Regions from separate parts of the Oryctolagus cuniculus genome. Here region 1 is linked to region 2. The links are chromatin contacts, called in public Hi-C maps. All regions are on one chromosome and are shown on one strand. The core of a region is the stretch at or near the end of the contact, and the rest is flanking DNA. Distances in the headings are between cores, read along the strand shown. Region 1 overlaps RILPL2 (Rab interacting lysosomal protein like 2). Region 2 holds the start of SNRNP35 (small nuclear ribonucleoprotein U11/U12 subunit 35).

Region 1 (6,050 bases), core at 2,470-4,969, 38 kb before region 2:
TGAAAATAATAATAAGATAAAGCTTGCCCCTGGCGGGCCCCCAGGAAGGCCCGTGCCTTGCAGCCGCCACTGCTATTAAAAACCAATGCTCTCTCGCCGCCTCCTGGCAGATTGACCTCATCGACGGCAAAGGCAGGGGCGTAATTGCCACGAAGCAGTTCTCCCGGGGTGACTTTGTGGTGGAGTACCACGGCGACCTCATCGAGATCACCGATGCCAAGAAGCGCGAGGCTCTGTACGCCCAGGACCCCTCCACGGGCTGCTACATGTACTACTTCCAGTATCTGAGCAAAACCTACTGGTAAGTCCGCGGCTGCTTCGCGTGGCCGCCCCGCGCCCCGCCAGCCACGGGCCTGGGCTGATCGAGCTCTTTGTGGTTCGGCTTTGGGTGCAGTTCTTGCTGCCTGTCTCGGGGCTGTCTCCCTACTTCCTGTCTGGAAGCCCCGGGGTGGGAGGTGGGCTGGGGGCCGCCTCATCCAGCGAGAAGCAGAACTGGACCCGTCTCACACAGCCCTGCCCGGCAGCCCACCTGGCTGCTCTGTGTGGCCGCTAAGTGCTCCTGGCTGTGGCCAGCGGAGTTGACTTCTATCCATGGATCTAGTTCGTAAAACTCTCCAGTTGCCTCCCTCGTCTCCAGAAAGAGCCCTTGTGGGTTGTGTCCCCTGCGCCTCCAGCCCTTGACGGGTCAAAAGGCCTCTTTGCCTGTGTAACCCCCTCCCTCCCCACCAGCGTGGACGCCACACGCGAGACCAACCGCCTGGGACGGCTGATCAACCACAGCAAGTGCGGGAACTGCCAGACCAAACTGCACGACATCGACGGGGTGCCCCACCTCATCCTCATCGCTGCGCGGGACATCGCGGCCGGGGAGGAGCTCCTCTACGACTACGGGGACCGCAGCAAGGCCTCCATCGAAGCCCACCCCTGGCTGAAGCACTGACCGCCGCCGCCGGCCTCTCCAAAGGACAAAGTGCCCTCAAAGGGAATGGGTTTTTGTTTTGTTTTTTTACACTTAGTCTTAGCAGATTACTTCAGATGTTTTTAAAAAGTATATTAAGATGCCTTTTCACTGTAGTATTTAAATGTCTGTTCCAGGTTTCCAAGGTGGACTTGAACAGATGGCCTTACATTACCAAAACTTTTATATTCTAGTTGTTTTGTACCTTTTTTGCATACAAGTCGAACGTCCGTGCTTCCCGTGCATGCGGTCAAAGACTCGGCACAGGTTTTAGAGAGGAAAGAGAAGCAGGGCGCCGGGCGGGCCTCCCGCCTGCAGGTGCAGAGCCAGGCCCTGCCCGCCTGCCCGGCCTGCCCCGGGCGTTCCAAGCTCTTGTTCTCCCCGCGTCTCGACAGGCGCACGCTGAAGTGTATGAATATTTTTTAAAGGGTTTAACAGTAAGCTAGTCTTCCCCTCTGCTTTCTCGAAAGCTTCCTGGCCCCCGGGGCCGCGAGCACAGGCCTGGTGTCAACTGCTCTTCCACAGGCTGCCCCTCCCCAGGCGGCCGAGCAGGCTGGAGGCAGGCGGGGGAGGTGCCGCCTCCCTGTGCTGCCGGGGCAGGGTTCCCGAAACTGGGTTATTAATTCTTTATAGAAATGTGAACACTGAGTTTATTTTAAAAAAAAAATTTAAAACGTTTAAAAAAAAACAGCAAAAAAAAATTAAAAAAGAAAAAAGGCAAAAAAAAAAAACCCACAGCAAACAACTTACATGTATATAGGTCTTGAAGTGAGTGAAGTGGCTGCATTTTTTTGTTCTGGGTTTCTTTGCTTTGTTTCTGTAGGCGAGATTTGAGATGGTACTCTATTCTAATCAAAAATAAAGTTTTTGTAGTGGGACCAGAAATGACTTACCCGGCCGCCCCACCCCCACCCCACCCCCCATGACCTGCTGTCGAGGCCTTGGTGCCCCAGGACCCCTGCCGCCAGCCTCAGGGAAAGGCGCCAGGTACACGGGACAGCAGGCAGGGCTCGAGGACAAAGCTCAAGTGTTTTCCCCTGGACCGGTGGTGGGAGGAGAAGTGGCTCCCTCTCCCTCCCGAGGGGGCTGGTTCTCACTGTCCGCCCCCAGGCCAGTGGGGCCAGGTCAAGAGCCTGCCCTCTGCTCCAGGCGCCTCCCCCCACCCCAGGCTCATGACGGTGCTACCTAAGAAAGTCTTCCCCGCCCCCGCCGGCCTGGTGGGTGGGCAGCAAGTCGGAGGAGGATCCGATGGCAGCGTGGAAATGCGGGCTGTACCTGTCGTGGTTTAGCTTTGTATGTAAGCAAACAAAAAGGAAATAAACTTGAATCTTATTTGTCATCATAAAAATGAAATGAGAAATTAAAGTATTTATTGCCAGGCGAGATCACCTGCCTGTGTGTCTGTTCTTATGAAGAGCCCGGACTGGGTCTGGGGTTTATTTGTGAGGGCCACACGGCGGGTGGGGGCGGGGTATCAGTGCACATGATTGTCCACTTAGGGGGCCTGGAAATGTGATGGAGGCATAGGTGCTCGTGAAGGTGAGAGGTGAGCATGGACAGGCCGGCCCCTGGGGGCACTGCCAGCTGCAGCTGCGTTCTTAGGCAGATGTCCCTCCGCCCGCCAGGCCCTTGTCCCCATCTTAAATGGGCTGGTGGCTCCCTCAGCCCCACTCCTTGGGCACTCGAGACAAGTACGGACCCTGGTGTAGGAACGAGCGTTGGCTTCACGTGTTGGTCAGCTGTGCGCTCTCACACAAAATCAGTGGCCCCTGAAACCTGACGCTGTGCAGGCGTCTGCCTGTGCGCCTTGGGGGGCATCTTGGGGAGCTGGTCCTCGGGTGTTCTTACAGTCTCCTTGTGTGTGTTGGGGGGAGGGGCGTCCACGTGGTCTGCTGGCCACACAGGCCTGGGAGCGGCAGCTCCAGTTCCTGCCCATGTAGGCATGTAGGCCGCCGACACGGGTGTGGGTTCCCACCTGTGGCAGGCTGACGGTAACAGCTGGGACGCTGTGTGTGATCGCGAGGACTGGGTGACTTACTGCACAAAAGGCCCTTCGCCGAGTGTCTGGCACAGATAGATTCCTGCCGCTGGCTGTTTGCAAATGCTCAGCCTGGTCCTCCCGAGTCCTCCTTTAATGGAGGCGTTGATTTGCTCATTTGTGTGAGACGATGATGGCGCAGCACCCACTTCCTGTGCCTCTTGAATGAGGCCTGGTTGGAGCCCGCTCCTCGGCCTGTGCCCCGCACCCTCGCTGGGTGTGTGCTGAGCCTGCAGTGGGGGAGAGGCAGGAAGCAGGGGGCGCCAGGGGCGTGATCTGTGCTGCGGCCAGGGGGAGAAATGTTCCCACGCCCCAGCGTCAGGTTGTCCTGAGTCACTCCCCAAGCGTTTCTTGCTGGAGACTTCGTGAAACATTTACTTGAAAGGCAGAGGGAGGGAGAGAGGGAGGGAGGGAGAGAGGGAGGGAGGGAGGGAATCTCCCGTGCCCTGCTTCTCCCCCAAATGCTTGCTGCAGCCCAGGCTGGACCAGGCCAAAGCTGGGAGCCAAGAACCCCTCTGCAGGCCTCCCATGAGGGTGCTGGGCCCCTGCTGCCTCCCATTAGCAGGAAGTAGGAACCAAGCTGTGCCCTAACCACTGCACGAAATGCCCAGCCTGAGTACTGGCGCCACCGGGGCTGGGGGCTCTCAGGTCTGTCCCCCAGGAGAAGGGGGCAGGGCTGTGTTTACACAGGGTGACCCCAGGTCTGGAAACACGAGCCGCACACACCAAGGGCTCCCTGATGGCAGTGCACGATGATCTTACGTGTGCTTCGCGGCTGCCCCGTGCCCTGCAGATGGGGAAACTGAGGCAAGGATGGCTCAGGTGTAGTAGGATTGCCCCCAGGGCTGGACTTCCAACTTCAGTCCCCAGGAACCGGTGCTGTGGTACAGGAGTTAACACACTGCGTGCGATGCCAGCATCCCGCAGAGTGACAGTTTGAGTCCCAGCGCTCTAGTAACGGCCTGAGGAAGCAGCAGATGGCTGGCGTGCTCGGGGCCACCCATGTGGGAGGTCCCGCTGGAGTCCTGGTTCCCGGCTTTGGCCTGCTCTTCCCTGGGCTGTGTGGAGAATGAACCAGCTGATGGCAGACCTCCCTGTCACTCTGCCTTTCAAATAAATGAATGAATGGATGGATGGATGGATGGATGGATGGATAAAATCTTTAGAAAACCACCAAGCAACCAAACTTCAGTCCCAGGAACGGCCTCTGCCACGCATATGGCCCCGCCCAAGCCACGCACGTTCTGCGTGGCTTGCTGCCCTCACTCATGTCCGCCTGTGGTTCCGGTTCCCGTGCTCACACTCGCCCGCCAGGGAGCACGAGAGGGGAGCAGCCAGCCAGGGAGACAGCAATCCTGAGAGCTTCAGGGGTGACTCGGGAGGGTGACCTGGACTAGGCGTTTTTGAAAACAAAACATGTATCTGTTTACTTGAAAGAGGGCCAGAGGGAGCGCCTCCATCTGGTGGTTCCAGTGGCTGCCATGTCCTGGGCTAAACCAAGCTGAAGCCAGAAGCCTAGAATTCCACTAGCTGGAATCCAAGTACGTGGGCCATCTTCTTCTGCCCCTGAGGCACACTGGCAGGGAGCTGGGTCAGACGTGGGGCACCACTCGAACCTGCTCTTGGGTACGGGACGCCGGCATCACAGTGGTAGTTTAACACGCTGGGCCACAACGCCACCTCTGGATTAGGGCTTTAAGGCCAGGGCCCTTTTGTTGGAGACAGGGTGCTTAAGACTGGGTCGTGGCATTTGCATTCGCTCCGTGTCCTGCTCCTAGCATTCCCTAGCTTGGGACACTGGCCAAGTTCCTTCACTTCCCTCTGCATGTACCACCTTGAGCGTACACAGAGAACAACACCCACCTCACAGGCAGCAGGATGTAGGGACTTGTGCTCATTAACATAAAGTACTTCAAACCATTCACAGAAAAATGCAGTTAAAAGTATGAATTTAGGCCAGCGCAGCGGCTCAATAGGCTAATCCTCCGCCTTGCGGCGCCGACACCCTTGGTTCTAGTCCTGGTTGGGGCACCGGATTCTGTCCTGGTCGCCCCCCTTCCAGGCCAGCTCTCTGCTGTGGCCCGGGAGTGCAGTGGTGGATGGCCCAAGTGCTTGGGCCCTGCACCCCATGGGAGACCAGGAGAAGCACCTGGCTCCTGCCATTGGATCAGCACGGTGCGCCGGCCGCAGCGCGCCTGCCGCGGCGGCCATTGGAGGGTGAACCAACGGCAAAAGGAAGACCTTTCTCTCTGTCTCTCTCTCTATCCACTCTGCCTGTCAAAAAAAAAAAAAAAAAACAAAAAAACAAAAAAACAAACAAACAAACAAAAAAAAAACAAAAACAAAAAACAAAACGAAACAAAAAAAAAACTTTGGAATCCATTTAGTTTTCTCATAATATGCATTTTCATCAACTACAAAGGAATTTTCTGCCTCAAAATAAACTCATAGTTTTACTTCCACTTTCTGCAGTTCCCTGCAATGTTGGAAACTCTGCAGAGAGCTTCGCAGCTGAGAACCCAGGCCTTGGGTCAAGCCTGCCTCTGCTGTGCGAGCTGCTTCAGTCTGCAGATCCACAAACAGGGGGCCAGGCTCAGCCCCAGCCCCCTGCGTCCTTGCCAGGAACAGTGGAGGGAGTCCAGGGCGCAGGCTCAGCAGCCCCGCTCTCTCCCGACCGCATTTCCTTCACTCCCACACACCCACCTTCTCATCTCACCAACTCCGACCCCAGGACGAGCCTTCAGATCAGTAGCGCCACAGTTAGACTTTGCAGCGTGGCATCACAAATGAGCCCAGGAAACAGGGGCAAGTGCCACGCACACACATGCACACACACGGACCCAGCCACTACCTGAACTCTAGGACACCATTCCAAATAGCCTCAGAAAGTCTAAAAGTCATTTTGCTTTAATATAAAATCACACAAAGAGGGTCACGTGGGCTGAGTCAAATATTCGCGGAGCGTCAGTGACGTCACCCCTGGAATGTCCACAGCGCTCCCCACTCCCGTCTGCGGCACGGTCACCACCAGCGTTCTCTGCGGAACTCACAGGG
Region 2 (5,450 bases), core at 2,207-4,706:
GGAGGCCTCTCGTCATCTCTGTTGGTCTTTGTCTCTACCTGCTTCTCAAATTTTTAAGCTGCTTGTTTACTTGAAAGGCAGAGCTACAGAGAGGGAAAAACAAGAGAAGGATCTTCCATCTGCTGGTTCATTCCCCAAATGTCTGTGACAGGACTGGGCCAGGCTAGAGCCAGGAGCCTGGAGCTCCACCCAGGTCTCCCACATAGGTGGGGGGCCCAAGCACTCGGGCCATCCTCTGCTGCTTTCTCAGGCCACAGCAGAGAGCGGGATTGGAAGTGGAGCAGGTAGGGCTCAAACCAGTGCTCATACAGCAATGCCATCATCACAGGCCTATTGTGCTGTGCCACAACGCCGGCCCCTAAGTTTTTTTTTAATTTAATTTTTTTGACAGGCAGAGTGGACAGTGAGAGAGAGAGAGACAGAGAGAAAGGTCTTCCTTTTTCCATTGGTTCACCCTCCAATGACCGCTGCGGCCGGCGCACCGCGCTGATCCAAAGCCAGGAGACAGGTGCTTCTCCTGGTCTCTCATGGGGTGCAGGGCCCAAGCACCTGGGCCATCCTCCACTGCACTCCCTGGCCACAGCAGAGAGCTGGCCTGGAAGAGGGGCAACCGGGACAGAATCTGGCGCCCCGACCGGGACTAGAACCCGGTGTGCCGGCGCCGCAGGCGGAGGATTAGCCTATTGAACCATGGCACCGGCCAATTTTTTTTTTTTTTTAAGATAAAGAAGACATAACAAGTGTTGGTGAGAATACGGGGAAAATGGAACCTTTGTACATTGCTGGTGGGAACATCCACTGGTGCAGTGATCTCAAACAGTCCGGCAGTCCCTGAAAAATGACACAGAGAACGGCTACCTGGTCCAGCAAGACCACTGCGGCTATGAGCCCAAACAGCGGAAAGGAGGTTCTCAAACATATTTTTCACACCCACGTTCAGAGCCGCACTGTCCCCCACAGCCACGTGATAGTGGCCAGCCAAGTGCCCATCGGTGTATCCACGAGGGGATAAACAGAAATGCAGTCCATCTGTACGACGTCACCTGACACACGCTCCAACCAGGACAGGCCTTGAGAACCCTTTGCTTAGAGAAGTCAGACAAATACTTCCTGGTTCCACTCGTGGGAGGCACCTGGGTGGTCAAACCACGGAGACAGACAGGAGAATGGCTCGGGCCAGGGGCTGGGGGCTGGGGAAGGGGGTGCTGTTGAATGGCTAACAGCATTGCAGTTTTAAAAGATGAAAACGTTCTAGAGCTTGCACAGCAATGTAAAACTACTGCACTACTCAGACATGACTAAGATCATAAGTGCTGTGCGTTTTTTACAATCAAAAAAATGAACAATAGAAGTAAGAACTCGGGGGCTGGCGCTGTGGCGCAGTGGGTAAACACCCTGGCCTGAAGCACTGGCATCCCACATGGGCGCCGGTTCGAGACCCGGCTGCTCCACTTCCTGTCCAGCTCTCTGCTATGGCCTGTGAGGGCAGTGGAGGATGGTCCAAGGGCTCGGGCCCCTGCACCCACGTGGGAGAGCTGGAAAAAGCTCCTGGCTCCTGATCGGCACAGCTCCAGCTCTTGTGGCCATCTGGGGAGTGGACCATTGGATGGAAGACCTCTCTGTCTCTCTCTGCCTCTCCTCTCTCTGTGTAACTCTTTCAAATAAATAAATAAATAAATCTTTTTTTTTTTTTTTTTTTGACAGGCAGAGTGGACAGTGAGAGAGAGAGACAGAGAGAAAGGTCTTCCTTTGCCGTTGGTTCACTCTCCAATGGCCACCGCGGCCGGCGCGCTGCGGCCAGCGCACCGCGCTGATCCGATGGCAGGAGCCAGGAGCCAGGTGCTTTTCCTGGTCTCCCATGGGGTGCAGGGCCCAAGCACTTGGGCCATCCTCCACTGCACTCCCGGGCCACAGCAGAGAGCTGGCCTGGAAGAGGGGCAACCGGGACAGAATCCGGCGCCCCAACCGGGACTAGAACCCGGTGTGCCGACGCCGCAGGCAGAGGATTAGCCTAGTGAGCCGCGGCGCCGGCCATAAATAAATCTTAAAAAAAAAAAGAGCTTGACGGACAGGCGCAAGGGGTGCGTCTCACAGAGGGCTCCCAGCTGCAGCACCTGGGTCCAGCCGGGGACACCCTTTCCCCAGGCCACCCTGTGTTGCTGGCTGGGCACAGCAGGGACATGAGGGCCTGGGCATTTCTGCACGAGCTGTGACACCCCTAACGGGCGCAGAGCGACCCACTGGGCTGGCGAGGTCCCCACTGCTGCTCTGTCTGCCCTCGCCGGCGGCGCACCTGCATCACCCTGCAGCCCCCGGCCGGCCCAGCGTAGCTCCCTCGTGCTCAGGACTCACAGGCGGCACCTCCACTAACTCTAGCCCTGCCCAGTGCCACCTCCTGTCCTAGCCTGGCTCTGCTCAGGGGACCACTCAACTAACCCAGCCGCTCGGGGGGCTTCGAAAAGTTCGTGGAAAATGGCACGAAATGAAATTTACGCTGGTGCAAGAATTTTTTGAAACTCGTGCATACCAGGGATCTTCAAAGAGTGTCCGAAAAATGTGTATTTATGGGGAAAAGCGCACCAAAAAAATACCTTTTTCCTATGACTGCAGCAATGGGCGGTAACATCACCTTCCAGGAGTAAGGCCCAGTCGTCTGCAGAAATCCCACACGGGGAAGGGGCTGATCAGGTGCTCCCGGAAGACACCCAGCGCCGGGACTTAGGAAGCCCAACTCGGGGCCGGAGCTGCGGCGCAGCGGGTTAACGCCCTGGCCTGAAGCGCTGGCATCCCACATGGGCGCCGGTTCGAGTCCTGGTTGCTCCTCTTCCAATCCCTCTCTCTGCTGGGGCCCGGGAAAGCAGGAACCAGCGGATGGAAGACCTCTCTCTCTCTCTCTGCCTCTCCTCTCTCTGTGTAACTCTGACTTTCCAAAAAAAAAAAAAAAAAAAAAAAAAAAGGCTACCTCCACGCCACCCTGATCCAGGTGAACGGATGAGCCCATCAAATCACTCATTCGACCGCACCTTGCCGCCTCCCTCGCCCCTCACGCCCAGGTTTCCATTTTTTGTAACCGTGGCTCTGACGCCGGGGGGTCTCTCAGTTTGCTCCACGACTCATCAGAGGACTTCCCCCCAAAAAAATTTTTTTTTCTAGAGATTGAGCCCAGGGACTGGGAAAGTCAGCGACTCTGAAAGCCCGCTTTGCTTGTGTGGAAAGTGAACTTAACAAACCCGGGGGCTACGAAAAGCCTGCGACCACCAACGAAGCTCCCCGCCAGCCGACGCCGCCATTTTGGGAGGAGAAAGTGAGCTGCTCCGCGACCTGCACATTCGATCTTTCCGATGCTCAGCCGGCCGGCTTCTGTACTCGTGTAGAAAGTCAGAAACACAACAAAGCTCGTTCTCGGAAAAGCCACTCGCACGACGCTCAACCTCGTGATGAAGTATTTCTGAATACAAAAATAACAGGAAGCCAGCGTCTGTGGCGAATCTGCTGCTTCCAAAGTGAGAGTGCGGGCGAGGCCGGCGGGAGGAATCTTCCGTGGCGTGGAGCCCGGCGCTTGACTCCGTGGGAAGAGCCCAAGCTTTGCTGCGGTGAGCGAGGGCGCGGAGGGGACAGGGCCCACGCGGGGAGAAGGCAGGAGGACTGAGGCCCGGGCGCCGGGTCCGTGTCGTGGGGGCCGCCATGTTGAGACCTGGCAGAGGGGGCGCCTTCCGGGGCTGTGTTGCGGGGAGCGGGGGTGAGAGTTGCGTTGGGAGGATGGCCCCTTCCTCCCCGCGCCCACCCGGCTCGGGAGGGGCCGGCGGTCAGGGCGGGGGCGGGGAGTCGGCCGCCCGGGCCTTCCCCCCACACCCCGAGACTTCCGCCCTGGGGTCCCGGGCGCCACGGCGCATGCCCGGGGTGGAGGTCGCCGCCGCGGGCCCCCGTTTCGTTCCCCGCTTGGGCGGGGAGCCCCGGGAGCTGCTGGTTTGAGGACGAGCTAGGCAGGCTGCGCTCGGGCCGGCCCGGCCTCCCCCCCCCCCCCGGGGGCCGAGGCGCCTGGCCGCGCCTTGCGGGTGACCGCCGCCCAGACTCGGGTGCGAGCGAGCTGCGCTCTGCCCCGCGTCCGGCTCCCGGCCCCGCGCGCTCCGCTGCCCCGCGTGTGTGTCCCTGATGATAGTTTTCGTGGAAACGCGGAGGTCGTTGGCGGGAAGTCTCCGCAGGACGCCCAGCGCGGAGAGAACGCTGGGCTCGGGGCCGTGAGACCTGGTGGGGGGGGGGGGCGCGGAGACGGGAGAGGGAGCGAGAGCGCGAGCCCCAAGTGCAGGGCGACACGAGGGGATGCCCCTCGGATTCCCTGGAAGCCGTCGGGAGCTTGACTTGGTGCAGTAAGGGCAGTGTTGTTGGGTGGCTCTTTAAAAAAAAAAAAAAAAAGTTATTTGAAAGGCAGAATTCCAGAGGCAGAGAGAGAGAGAGAGGTCTTCCATCCGCTGGGTCACTCCCCAAACGGCTGCAACGGCTGGAGCTGCGCCGATCCGAAGCCAGGAGCTTCTTCCGGGTCTCCCACGCGGGTGCAGGGCCCCAAGCACTTTGGCCATCTTCCACTGCTTTCCCAGGCCACAGCAGAGAGCTAGATCGGAAGTGGAGTGACCAGGACTTGAACCAGCGCCCATATGGGATGGGATGCCAGCACAGCGTGGTGGGCCCCTGTGGCTTTTCTGTGCTGCGAATGAGGAGGGAGTCTTTCTGTTGGGGGTGGGAAACGCCCGGGCCCCACCCGCCCAGAATCGGGCCGGTGGTGGAGATGAGAGGCGCTCCAGCTCTGGGGTGACACGGACCGGGGTGCGGCTGCTCAGCCTCTGTGTGTCTGACCTTGCCCGTGTGAGGTGGCGGCAGCTGTGGTGCCCACGGCCTGCACGTGGCCGGGAGGGGGGGACTCAGGACCCTGACACCCCCCGGGGTCAGAGGTGAGGCACTGGCCCCCTAGAAGGCTGTCTCCATAGCCAACGCCAGGGCAGGGAGACCGAGGTGACATGGGGCTGGCTCTCGCCAGGGCAGGGAGAGCGAGGTGACATGGGGCTGGCTCTCGCCAGGGCAGGGAGAGCGAGGTGACATGGGGCTGGCTCTCGCCAGGGCAGGGAGAGCAAGGTGACATGGGGCGGGCTCTCGCCAGGGCAGGGAGAGCGAGGTGACATGGGCGGGCTCTCGCCAGGGCAGGGAGAGCGAGGTGACATGGGGCTGGCTCTCGCCAGGGCAGGGAGAGCGAGGTGACATGGGCTGGCTCTCACTTTTTTCCACGTGGAGAAGCTCCGGTCGTGATGGCGCGCGGAGCAGACCTGAAGTTGTCTCCCTGCCAAGGCCACCAGAGGCCACGTCCTCGGTGCCGGCTCAGGGTGCCAGGCACGTGTTCCCCTCCCTGCATCTGGGGGAGACGGTGTAGCGTCCCGCCTTCCAGTCTGCGAAGTGCTCCT

The links. A called contact is a pair of places that touch in the nucleus more often than the background predicts.
Region 1: a Hi-C map of skin fibroblasts shows a contact between it and region 2, with 4 times the contacts expected there. The contact joins the enhancer-like site here to the promoter of SNRNP35 in region 2. A contact is called at or near these places in 3 of 6 Hi-C or Micro-C datasets (ear pinna, skin fibroblasts and an unstated tissue).

Annotation. Positions count from the first base shown.
Region 1 is chr21:5,940,245-5,946,294 of mOryCun1.1, reverse strand. RILPL2 (Rab interacting lysosomal protein like 2) reads right to left here. Exons shown (of 4, transcript XM_051828885.2): 4 at 5,888-6,050. KMT5A (lysine methyltransferase 5A) reads left to right here. Exons shown (of 8, transcript XM_070066111.1): 7 at 111-301; 8 at 730-2,341. The coding sequence ends at 940. Among named protein-coding and RNA genes, the nearest start is that of KMT5A, 19 kb to the left of the region's middle. Within about 2 kb of position 3,719, at least 2 of the 8 cell types and tissues checked have an H3K27ac peak or open chromatin away from gene starts, as enhancers often do. A contact at or near this core is called in ear pinna, where this site is marked.
Region 2 is chr21:5,902,266-5,907,715 of mOryCun1.1, reverse strand. It overlaps SNRNP35 (small nuclear ribonucleoprotein U11/U12 subunit 35), which reads left to right and starts at 3,456. Exons shown (of 2, transcript XM_008251630.4): 1 at 3,456-3,593.